Regions from separate parts of the Columba livia genome. Here region 1 is linked to region 2. The links are chromatin contacts, called in public Hi-C maps. All regions are on one chromosome and are shown on one strand. The core of a region is the stretch at or near the end of the contact, and the rest is flanking DNA. Distances in the headings are between cores, read along the strand shown.

What was found. Hi-C and Micro-C count contacts between places; a contact is called where the count stands out from the background.
Region 1: a Hi-C map of liver shows a contact between it and region 2, with 2.8 times the contacts expected there. The contact joins two enhancer-like sites. A contact is called at or near these places in 2 of 2 Hi-C or Micro-C datasets (crop and liver).

The regions. Positions count from the first base shown.
Region 1 is chr2:124,128,295-124,134,495 of bColLiv1.pat.W.v2, reverse strand. All of the region lies in intron 2 of LOC135578641 (a long non-coding RNA gene), which reads right to left. Among named protein-coding and RNA genes, the nearest start is that of CLVS1, 79 kb to the left of the region's middle. Within about 2 kb of position 1,980, at least 1 of the 3 cell types and tissues checked has an H3K27ac peak away from gene starts, as active enhancers do.
Region 2 is chr2:124,010,492-124,017,341 of bColLiv1.pat.W.v2, reverse strand. CHD7 (chromodomain helicase DNA binding protein 7) reads right to left here. Exons shown (of 39, transcript XM_065053626.1): 24 at 6,361-6,520; 25 at 3,188-3,277; 26 at 2,422-2,525; 27 at 919-1,048; 28 at 566-638; 29 at 293-347. Among named protein-coding and RNA genes, the nearest start is that of CHD7, 120 kb to the right of the region's middle. Within about 2 kb of position 3,566, at least 1 of the 3 cell types and tissues checked has an H3K27ac peak away from gene starts, as active enhancers do.

The DNA.
Region 1 (6,201 bases), core at 731-3,230, 120 kb before region 2:
CACTTGTGAGGCAGCAAACACCTCCGGCGCTCGACAGCAAGATTTCAGAGCGTTCGGCACTTTAGGAGAGTTGCTAAGCATCCCCAGGAATTAGCAGACACAGGTTTCTGCGTGTGGGTTTTTACCTGTGGTCGGTGTTTCAGATAATGCGAAATGCCTTTACATCTAATTGAGATAAATCATGGAGAAATACACAAAGATGCATAATTTACCCACTCTTTGACTGATTTAAGTGTATCCCCGCAGGGAACTACACCCATTTAACGAAAATCAAGTTAGAAATCAATTTAGCTACGTTACTGCATTTTCAGTATGGAATAGGCCTTAATTTGAATGGGAATAAAGACCCACTGTGGGCCGATTGATTCTGTTAGGCAAAGGAAAAGCATTTATTCTTGATATAGCTACAGGCGAAATCAGATTCAGAATGCTATGAGATATAATATACGGGAAATATTAATATTAGGATCTATGGGTACAGGTTTGTTTTTTTGCACACAGCTCTGAACACCTTCATTCCTCCTGTGGTTTTCGGCATTCCTATGCAGACATATACCAGAAAACCCTAAAAATAGGGGGGAGTTTCCTTTCCAAGAGCCACAGTGGCTCACTTTCAGTGGTAGAATATGTGGGTGTCAGAAAGGTCTTTCCAATTTCATGTATGAGTCCAGGAGACCCAGGAGAAAGGAAAAGCCTGTCCAGGAGCATGAAAGAGGGAAACTGTGTACATTGAGAGAGAAATGAGTCAGGATAAGAAACCCCATTTCAGCTGGTTGTGTGTGTCCCCAAGTAGGGACAGGGACTGAGTATGGCTTTGCAGGGGGAAGGGGAGGCAACAGACCTCCTGTTTGCACCCAGTGGGACCTGGCAGGGATGGGCTGCCAGGGGTGGAACAGCTTGAGCAGCGTGTGGTGTCCCCCAGAGAAGTATTGGAATGTCCCTGAAGCTTCCTTAGCTGGCTGGCTTTCCCCTAGGTTCGGTGGGTGTACTGAGGGAGCCTGGGGATACTGTCTGGCCCTGAGGTCCTGTTTGCAGCCATCTCTGGCTAGGACAACTTTGGCTCCCATCTGCTGACCTAAGCACCCAAAGGAAACCCCATGGCAGCTATGCCCCATGGGCATTCCCAGTTGGCACCATTGCCTGGTACCATCTGTGTGTGAGGCAGAAATAGGGAGACAGAACAGAAAACAGACATTTTCCAATGAAGACAGTCTGCTCATTCCCATTACTTAATTTTCACTTGTCATTTCTTAGACCACTGAAGATCGCTTGCTAACCTTGCCCCCACTATCCAGCTCCTGACCTTCAAATACGGTCCTAAGATCAATGTTATGAAAGATATATGAAGTAAGACTCTAGGTGGCACTTCAGGCTATATAACTGTGATCTTGTCTATCAAGACATGCAGCATTTAAATCATAAGTTTAATCAGGTGATCATTACGCAATCAGGATGATCAGGAAAAGTACATCAGCATTGTGTAGTCTCTGCAGCCGGTCCTAGTATACCACTCCGATGTACCCAGACAGGTTCAGTTCCACTTGACCAGCAGAAATCAAGAGAAAACCTATTCGAGAAAATAAGACTACCCACTGGAATAAATCAGAAACAGGCCCATGGAACTCTTGCAACACTGAAAGTCTGGCACCTATACAGAAGCAAAAAGCCTAAATATACGTATGAGCCTCATATACTACAGACAAATGTTATAGCAAAAACCAGGGGAAATTCAGCAAAACACTGCACCACTCCAACACTTGCAGAATGGATGCACGGAGTGCATATTTTGGTTCTGTTGAAAGTATTGCATTGTCTATTTTCTGTAGGTTTCATCAGTACAAAGCTACTAATATTTACTTTTCTCCTTTCTCTGAGCCCCAGCTTGGCAGCATATCACCAGTCAGTGGGTGCCTCGGACATGTGCTTGCTTGCCAGTTTACTGAGAATTTAGCAACAGAGCAGCAGTGAAGCATGCTCTGGCATGCTTTTTGGAATCAGGACCCTAATGCAGATCCATTTCTCAGTGGACATCTGAAGGTGCCATTCCACTTCACAATTATCTAATGGCAAAGCTGCCAAAGGAGGACCCTGCCTTTTCTCACCCACAGCTATTTGTTATTCTCTCTCCTCCCTTTCATTTATCACTCTTAAGTGTGCTGATATGCTTTAAACTAAATTAGTGAAATGGCCAGTATTAGCAAAACCAGAAAAAAACCCCACTGATCTGTTTTAAACAGCGACACCAGAAATAGCTGCCTTAACACAACTGGGGGAGGGGACAGCAAACTGCAGGAGGGAAAGGAGGAGAGAGGGAATGCACTTGGGAAGGACAAGGACTTCTTCAAACTGCTTCTTCCTATAGAAATGTTAATGATGACCAACTGTCTAATCTAAGTGGACCAAAAAACTCTCCTGCTTCTTCCCTGTTCCTCATCACTGGACCTGTGTTAGACTGGTTCATGGTTTGTCATTGGGAAGTCCCATGGGCTGTCTGGAGAAAGGAAGGGCATTGAGGGCATGCAGGAGATGCAGTTTCCCTCTGTATGGTGTCTTCTCCTCTGCTGAAGCATATATGCAACCTCCCAAATGCAATGCAGCCTGTACCTCGCCCCCCTCCCCATGCCTCATGTGAGGCTCCTGGAACAGTTTGTGTCCCCAGGTGGGGGGAATATATGGTCCTTTCGCCTCTGGGCTTTGCTAGCAAGCAGCAAAGCTGGGCCAGCTGCTTCAGGAGATCTGTAACATCTTCTCTCACTGGGTCAATCTTTTCCCATCAGCTGTGGAACAGGCAGCAACCAGCTGCCAGCTGCAGGGGACTGAGGAGCCCTGTGAAGGGTGAAAAGTATAAACATTAAAGAAGGTGAATCTCAGCAAACTTGTTAAGGATCTATAAAATGGGGGTCAATTTTTGACAAACATTTTTTTTTCTTTCAGAGTGAAATTGGTGGACTTGACTCAGAATGGTTCCCACAGCAAACTTCCCTCCATTATCTCCTAGGGAGAAGCAGCTGTACCCACTGAAGCAGGCACCACCATGTACGAGTAAAATAGTCCCCAGCAGACAGAATTATGAATATACAGAGTGGAGGCAGAATGAAAGGGATGCTGTATTCAGTTTTTATTTGTCTGGGTTTTTTTTTCCTCTCTCTCTTCATCTGACTCCAGCATGGCATGGCTGCAGAAGCATTCAATAGTCATGGAATTGGGCAAAGTGAGTTCACCCTCTGGGAACATCAGCCAGTCCTGCTCTCCCCACCTTCGTCTCTGTTGCAATAGCATCAGGACATTTCACCATTATTTTACTGCTCATTACCCTCAGTTTATTACCCTCACTGTTTAACCTCAGTTTACCCCTGGGATGAAGTGCAGGCGTATTTCACCCATTGAGCAAAGCTATGGATAGACTTCATGGCAGTCTCAACAGACATTGGTGTCCATAACTCCCAATAAGGACTTTGAAGGCAGATGCTGATTAACATTGGTGCATAGCCATTCTGACCTGCTTGTGGTCCTACAGATCATGTGCATGGACCTGGTACCTTCTCACAGAGGGGTCCCAGGACTCCAGAGTCCCTTGGCCAGATTTCTTCCAGAGAGCTGGAGGCCAGGAGGATGCGGTGACACCAGTGTTACTCTGCCTACCCAGGGAACAGGGCAGCCAGGGCAACCACCATCAATGCAGACTGAAGGCAGAGGGACAATAGGTCCACAGGACAGGCCCCAAGGTCACCCTTAGCACCCTAACTACCGCGTGAAGGCCACCGAGGGAGGAGCATACCAGTGCCCAGTTGATGAGACAGTTTGGCACTGTACAGTGTGCCCAACACTGAGAACGGGGGGCTGTCATTCCCGGGAAGAAGGGGATAAACATGGACTGTGTGAGGCAGGTACGAAGCACCACATGTGGGACCATGTCCTGCTTCATGGCACCAGGCAGGTGCAACACTCACCTGTTAGGTCCTGAGGTGCTCAGTCCCCTGCTCCTGCCTTTGGTACCTACAGAACTGCTCTTCCTTTCAATCTCTTATTCCCACCGCCTTCTCTGAGCCTCCGTGACAAACTCAAACAACATTTTTTTAATGCTTGCTTTCATATATATGGAAGATGTAACCTAAAAACTGGGGTTTTGTGTCCTCAGGGCCAGCTCTGGACAGTCATATCATAATAAGGAATGCAATAAATGTCAGTTTGTCTTAGAAGACACTCAGTAGGGGCTTAGGTTCACCATCCGCAAACAGTATTATCTTCAGTGCCGTAATCAGCCTGGAGGAGGAATGGGTTCCTGGGACCTTTGGCATTTCGAGTGAAGTAAAGTTACACAATTAAACTTCAGTTAGGAAATATCCATAACTTACCAAAAGGGGAGGGCAGTTAAGAGCATTACCAGCTGTCAGCACCTGGGAAACTAAATTGAATGGCCAGAGTGCTGAGATATGAAAACTAAAGAGAAAGATCACATGTGCCTACTTTCTTTACAGCTGCAATGTCATAGGTCATATGTTGTGCTAACCTGTAAGAAATAATAGGAACTTGGAGATAAAATATAGCTCCAAATGTGAACCAGGGCATGGCACAGAAGAAGTTAAGCAAGGACAAACAGATTACTAGTGCTCTGAAGTATAAAATCACTGTCTCAGAGACTGCTCCCTCTACTCCTAGCAGCTTCATAAGCTAAACCAGCTGTTGCAAATAATACTGCTAGATTTTTAAAGACATCTATTTCTTTGACTGTAAATAGAAATACTATGTCTTTAAACTAAAAATACTCTCCCATGTAAATTTTTTTAATTGAATTAGCAAAGTGTGTAATGACAGCCTTTCAGGGATGTGTGATGCTTGTACAGATATTTCTGAAAAATTTGCTACCACTCTTATAAATTTATCACTTCCTTCCTGAATATAGCAAATTATTTGGGCAATGTACCGCAAAACAGAAAATAAAGAAATAACAACTAAAATGGTTTGGTGGACTTAATGTGAGAGGAACTGCGGCCTCACACACAGGAGAGGAGATCTCTTAGCCCACGCTCATAGAAATGGGGATAAGCAGCAGCAGCAGCAGGGATGGGTTCAATCTATATTTGAGGAGGAGGAGGAGAATGAAGGCACTGAAGCATCTCTTGGCTGAGAGGCTGAGAAACCATAAACACCTCCCACCCCTGCATGCAATGGAGCTACTTGTGTTCCCTGACAGCAGCAGATGAGGGACATGTCCTATTACATGTGTAGGGGTGACGTATCATCACTGTGTGGCATCAACAGCCCGATTTGGAGGGCTGGTGAAGGACACAAATGTTTGGTGTCACGCAGTGAGAGGGCAGAGTACAGGAGCAGTTTTGGGGCAGGTGAACAGTAGAGGGGGAGAGGCTGGTGGGAGCTGGGGTCCAGCCTAGTGTGGTGTGGATTAAGAACCTGGCTAAAAGCAGAAAATGTTCACATTTCTTAGAAAGCTTTAGGAGCAGGGATAAAGAAACAGCCGTTCCTGAAGCATTTACGTTCCCATTCACTTTTCTCACGCCTCCATTTGAATAGTAGCTCCTGTCACGGGCTGTTCCCGCAAAGCGATGGGCAGAGCGTGCATGTGGCTCCTCCTGAGAGGAGCACAGTGACACTCACAGTGGCGTACACCTGCAGCAAGTGCCAGCCTCTTCTCTGCCTGCGCACCACTGCACACCACAGCTGGCACTGGTGTGGATGCATCACCAAAATGGTTGTTACATGTTGGGTGCACCCGTCTGTAACTCCGCTTCCCTGGCTCTGTGGGCGCCTATGGCCACATGCCATGTTGAGGGGGAGGCAGTGATGATGGGCGGGAGCCTTCAAGGGAGTTCTGACTCACCCGCAACCAGAGGTTGTAAGAGGCACCCAGGAGTCTCCCTCAATGATTCACAGCAGATGGGGAAACATGGGTAACAGGTGCAATACCTCCCCAGCCTGCGACAACTTTGAAACACCATGGCCTCACATAAAATCTCTAAAACAAATACGACAATTAAAAACCTCTGTGTAACGATTCTGCAAACACAGAAACATGCAGCAGAGCAGCAGTGATCCCAAGCATTCCCTGGTAATCCATTTTCTCAGAGCTACATAATGGCCGCATCCATAAAGAAGCAGGAGAGGAAAGGGAGGGAAGCGCAGGAAATCCATTACTGCCATAAAGGGAAGGAAACAGAACAGGAGCCTGGACCCAAATCTGGA
Region 2 (6,850 bases), core at 2,317-4,816:
GCATGCTGAGAAAACAACGTATCTATAACTTCCAAGATTATCTCAGCAAAAACATCAATGGCTGCATTATGCAACATCCGGTCTTTATCATCACAATTTCTGCTATGTGATTAGAAACCCAGAAAGCCATAATGTGGATTATTCAAACACAATAAATAATTGTTTTGAAAGATGTGAAGCATGAAGACAACTGGCAGTAAAAAGTTTACCACATTTTCCCAAAACACAACATATCCCCTCACAGGGTAATATAAACATTTTTGCCTTTTCAATTTCTTTCCTATAGTCTTACTTGGGTGTATTTCTATGGATTCCTCTTTGTCCTCTGGAGGTGAGTTTGCAAATTCCTTGGGGAGAAGACAGAAGTTATTTTAGTTTTCAGTGTTGACCATATGCTATCATTTCAGGAGAAAAATATATGTCATCTCTCAAACAGAGCAGCAAACAATCTTTGTAAGGTGTGTTTATCTGATAGCTCTCAAAGTTAAGAACTGCATATTAAGATAAACACAGAGAATCAGCTTAATTATATATATTCATAATGAGAGAAAGTTGAAGTTCTTACATCAATTTCGTCCTTGAAAGGAGTTCTGGTTGGCTTATATTCCGGATCTTCATCCTCTCTGTCAAATTCACCACTATAAAATATTTAAAAAAAATATTTTCAAGAATCGTATCTTTTTTTGAGAAAGGGCTGATTTTATGCACAAAAGCAAAAAGCTACAAAAGCCATCAGTATGGTATACCAACTTACACATTTATATTTCATGCCCGACTGTGTAAACAGTTCTAGGTACTTTTTACATCATACGATCACTTCAGATCCTCAGGCAAGATGTAAGCAAAATATGACATATGAACTCATGCCAACATATACAGTGCTGATAAAGTTTATTAATTTTCTCATGTCCCCCTTACCCATCACCGCCATCTGCTAACATGTCTGTCCCTCTCTGTTCAGCAGCTATGGCCTTTGCATCAGGCATGCCAACCCGTTCCAGGAAGCACAGCGTTGGATCAGCTCTCATAGAATTGTACTTTTCATAACCTGCATGCAGAGTGGGAGACAATTTAAAACAAAATAAAAAGCTATAGACAACTGTGAATATAATACGTTTAGGCAGCAGAAGTACAATTTTCTGGCTTAATTTATTTTGAAATAAAACAAAGGAGCTGTCACCGTGCTGAAAACAATCATTTCATTCATGTAATGAAATTTTTCATATTGGTGAATTCCATCAGCACAGAAACATTTTCACATCAATAACATTAACAAATAGTAGATACTGAAAGAAAGCGTTCAATGTAATGTCTTTATAAGGTAAAGTAAAAACCTCGCACAAGTGAAAAACTTAAGTTTTCTATATGGCTTTCACAGTGGTTCTCCACATTCAACACTCTCTACTGGAAAAACACAGATGTGAATGGAAACGCACACACACAGATACGCATTATGTATAGCTCCAGCCCTGCTGGAACCCTCGATGTAGGCTGCAAAAATGCTGCATACATGGGTTATACGTAAGGCCAACGAACCTGTCTTATTAGGTTTAGGATGATGCATGTCAGTAAGATGACACTGTTCCCTCTATGGTTTTCAAACTGCTGTTTGCTTTTTTACTGCCCAAGTTGACTAGATGGAAAATGGCAGATCCCAACAGTGCACTGCAGGAAAATGATTTTTAGACTAGACTTGCCTCAGCTGAGCCCACAAACAGAGCTGCTGTACATAGGCAGAACAGCACAATTCAATTAGGATTTGTACTACAACACACTGCTCCTAACTGCTGTAGAGCCTCAAGCCAAACTGTAATCATGAAAGGTTTTATAAGCCATCATTCTCCCCTTTAGTCAGGCTGGGCTGTTGAGAATACCTCTGCGACCTCTAGAGAATTGGGATTATAATCAGGAATCGCTCACTGTATATATCATGCCAGCTCTGCATCCCCAGCCTTTCAAAGTTAACAAGGCTGCATCCCACTCAAGGGAACCGGGAGTTCTCAACACTGACATTTGTGAAATATTGCTTGGAACAAAGCCCAGGAGGCACTTGTACAGATTAATAGCAGAGGTTAAGCCCACCGTCCACTTTGACACTGGTTGGCAGAGTTAGCAAGTGAAGCAGTGCTGGAAGCAAAGTTTATGGAGATCTATCTTACTATTTGGCTATTATTTAAACAAATATGGTTCTGTTTTATTTACAGCCAAGAAAGTAATGTTTTTTTCTCAAATGTTCTGCAAACATTTAAAAACAGCATCTGATATTTACAGCTCATATTAGGTTTTTAATGCAGGCAAGAAAAAAACGGGAGATACAAGCCAACAGTTCTTTGGAACAATACTTGTTAATATTATGACTGAACAGTCCCACACACAGAAAGCTTTACAACTGAGTTTTGTTCAGAGTGAGACATCACTTACCGTGTTTGAATACTCCAATTAGAAGGGATTTATCTGCCTCCTTATCCCACCAGTCTGCAGGAACTTCAGCATGGAATGGCTCAGGTATCCATACATCTATTTCACTGTAAATACAGCATTATTTACATTAAAGGTATTATTCTACAAAGGCTTAAAAAAAAAGCCAAACCACAGTGCACGCTATTTCATAAACATAAACGGGGAGAGGCAGGGAAAAGGGGGAAACAAACAAAAATCCAACACAGAAATTCAAATGTCTGGAAAAAAATTACAATAGTTAAAAACAAAACAAAACAAAACCAAAAAACACACCCCAAAACCAAACCACACACCAAAACCAACAAAAAAACCAGACCACAACAAAACCAAACTTGTCCCACACACACAAAAAAACCCACAAAACAAACACACACAAACAAAGAACCAAAACAAAAATACAACCACAACACTAGGCTATTTGGGGAGTGGAACGACAACAGTTATCCAAATACGATTCATTTAAGGCCTAGCATATTTTAATTTTTAAATTGAGACAGAATAACCCTTCAATATTAGCGGAACTGAAAAATCTGCTTCTGTTGTTTTCCACACCGTTCCCTCCCCAAACAAAATTACCCACAGCTCTCGACAAAATAATGAGGCTGCTTGAGAATGGACATTTAAGAGGTAAAGTGTAACAACCTTTAAATTCTGCATTATAATAGTGGGTGTACTTTATACAAGCCAGTGTCATAAAGCAAAAAAATAAACCTGCACTTGCACTAACCTTGAGTCAGCACCCTCTAAGATCTTGTCTGCTTGGTCCCCTATAACTTCTTGTCGTAGATAGTAGAGCATGCGGACACGCAGCAGGACCCTGGAGAGGAAGGCAGAGGGGGGAAAAAGTTCTTAACTTCAGGACTGTTTGCCAACAGTGGCTTTTGGCAGCTGCTGCTGTTCATCCATCATCCTGCCAAGGCTGATTAGCCATGCTGTATGGTAGGCTTGAAGCGTGACAGATGGTGGCACATAATCACCTCTGTGTGGTGCTTTCTGCTGGCTTCCAACAGGCCTGCCTGGCAACCGCTTACACTGCGCAGAGAGGGACCCAGCTCAGCCCGGCCCCGACGCATTTCATTTAGTTCTACCTAGCGCAGCTTGTGAAGTTTAGACACGTACTCTACCACTGCCTCTGAAGTATTGAAGCAAGTTTGTAAACAACTGAGCAGATGGCTTTCAGTAACTGTTCTGCTTCATTATCTCATAAAATTTCCTCAGCTGCTGCCTTAATACCATTTTTGGAAGCACATCAGAAGTTGTAGGAATAAACGAGATATAAAATCTGGTTTTACTACCTAACAATAAACCCTCAATATGGAATGTCAGGTTTTTCAGATTATACAACTTTTTGCTTCTGAGAATGGGGGGTGAAAAATAATCCCCCACTTCCCTTGGGAGATATTAACTATTTTTACTCTTTAAAGTTCAAACTGCTGTTTAATTTTACTTGTGCACAACCTTACTGCTACAAGGAAGTGCAAAATCTTCATTGCCCATGTTTATTTTTCCCCATCTCTGCAATACCACAGTCATTTTTGGAAGCGCTGGCAAGTGCTGAAGCTGGCAGGAGGGAGAACGGCAGAGTCTGGCTTTTCAAGGAGACTAGAAAAGAGGTCATCTCTGCAGAAGAAGTATCTACCTGAAAATAATTCTGCTCTCCTATGTTTACCCAATTCAGGGCACCCCCTGCTGCCTAGTTCACGAAGTAAAAACCAGTACCAGCTAAAATGAAGATTACTCAGTCTGCCCTCTCACTGTCCCCAAATCCATCACAGCAACTGTTGAATTGCTGCTGCTCCTGAACAGCAAGGGTGACCAGGGCGGCAGTAATCTGATCACCCGCTCACATGAAAAATTTAGACCACCACCGGTTTTTGAGAGCTCCTCACTAGAGATCTGATGTAACCAGAGCAAGACCCGGTTTTACGTGTGTTATTTGAGCAAACCTCAGAAGAGCAGGGATTTGAATGAAGGTCATGTCTACAATTCAAAACATGTCAGACATGCTTCTTTTTGTATGCATGATAACTGGGACCAGTAAGGTGTCCCTTCTCCCTGTGTGGCTACGTAAATAAGCTGTTGAGGGTCTCTGTCATCTTCATATTAACCAATAACAGCTGTTACATCAAGCCACAGAAGAGGAGCAGGAAAAAAAACAACACATCATCAACCAAAAATTAGAGGCTCTTTGCACCTTTCAGGAGTCCTATGAATTAAAACAGCATACATATTACATAAGGACAGGACGACAGCTCTTATAAAACCAACTGCTACTGTTACCTTTTCAAGGAAATTACTGAGACTATTAATTGGCTTCCACCTCTGATTTTACCTGATTTTACTAAACATGTTGCTTTTACAATTCACTTAGTCCTGGGGGATCTGGGAAATGAACGAAGAAGATAGCAATTGAAAACATTCTTGCACGTTTGTCTTCCCGATCCTTCTAATTGTTCTACTGTACTATTACAGAAACAATATTTTAAAAATGAATTTAAGTCTGATCTGCAAACTGATGTAACAAGTAATGAAGACATGTTACCTGGGAGATGAAAATAATGTTACAGGAAAGAATTTAATTACTTTAGGAGCAAGTGAAATGTAATAAGAAATTGAACTAACAGTTTAGAAAAAATGAGGAAGCAGTTTATTTGGATGTGCACTTGCTCACGTAATTCCATAAGTATCTCTCTTCATCAGCTGAGAATTAATCTTGGTTAACATCTGGAAACGAGCTAATAAACCCCTTAAATGCCTTTCCTCCTTCACATCACACCACCTATTGACAGGCCACAGGTACTTTTCAGATCAATAATTTATTTCCAATAAACAGTAAGACACAATAATATTAAAATCACAAAAAGAATGACCACCTTTCAGTAACACTGTGTTACATCTACTTGGTGTATATAAACAACGCAGAAAATAAATTTAAAACCAAAACAAACCAAAATCCCCCAAATCCAAAAAGCAGAAAACTTCCCCCAGCCCCCAAACAAGATAGTTTTGGGACTAAGGTTAGGTTCGGTGTCTGTAATGAAGAATATGGTAAGCAAAACTAAGATGGAGAACAAGGGCACTGTTAAAGGAAGGTGACACAAAAATAACTAAGATATCACAAAACAAAAGCTAAAAGAATGCAAGAGAGGCTCTTAAAGAGACATTCATGCAACAATAAAACAATGTAACATTCAAATCAAAATACAATTATCTTTATCCCCAAAGGTTTTCAGTTTAGTAACATGTTTAGAATTTCAAAAATCAAATCAGGGCACTGATTTAGGTAAGAGAACTCTGTGAGATATTTTATCTCAAACAAAGGAGAAAAGAAGAAATACTCTGTATAATGTGGAGAGCAAGAGAGGAAGTGAGAAAAAGAATGAAGAGATACACCCACACACAGGTGAACTACCACATGAAATTCTGAAACTAAGAACTGGATATCTAACATCTAAGGAACAGAACTCTAAGGAAATCAGCCTGAGAGACCCCACAAGAAGGGTAAGAAACAAACAGCTTTGTTAAGGATAGCCAATTGTCAAGAGAGACAGACAGTGTAGAGATATAGTCTTTTCTTTAAATGGTAAAAAGAATAACCTTATCTGATTCCATTTTTATACAGTTAAGTAGAAAATGATTTTCATCAGAACTGTGTTTTAAGTGCTGATCAGTCATGAAGAGCTTATAGAAGCAGCCAGTTATCTGTTAATATGATTATTCTCAAATTAAAAAGTAATAATGGCCTTTACATCCTATTAAATGGCCTTCTGTTCTATTAAAAACATACAAATTTAAGTTGTGAACTTTTCAAAAGCACGTAGTGAAAAAAAAAAAAAAAAAAAAAAGAAAAACCACAAAAAACCTACAAAACCTCTAAATGAAATATTTATTAATACTTACTTATTACAGTGATGTTTGAGATGTTTCCTATAGCTGTCTTCTTGAAATAATACATCTGGGTTACAGGTTGCGAGCCAATCGGCGTCTTGCAGCATTGGCTGTGAACTCTGGGCTTTTACTTTCTTGCCTTTCCTCCCTCTGGGCACTGGTGCAGACAGACCTACAGAAAACCCCAGTATTTCTTACACAATCTGAATGGAAAAGCTCTCACCACAAACTGCATTGCAAACGTGTTTAAAGCTAAGTATCACTGCTATATTAATTCCTTTGTGTGCAACACACCCACCAAAAACTGAATGGCAACATAATTCAGTACAGAGAACTGCAAATAACAAAAATCAACCCAAACTTTCATGCAAATGTAGTTGTGGAGATTTCAAAAATTCAGAGCGCTAGCCAGAAAATGGTGTTACATAAATATTTCTTGCAAAAATTCTCACAAATCTGAATGGCCATAAGGAAACACGCTTCTGATTTATAGCAATTTGAA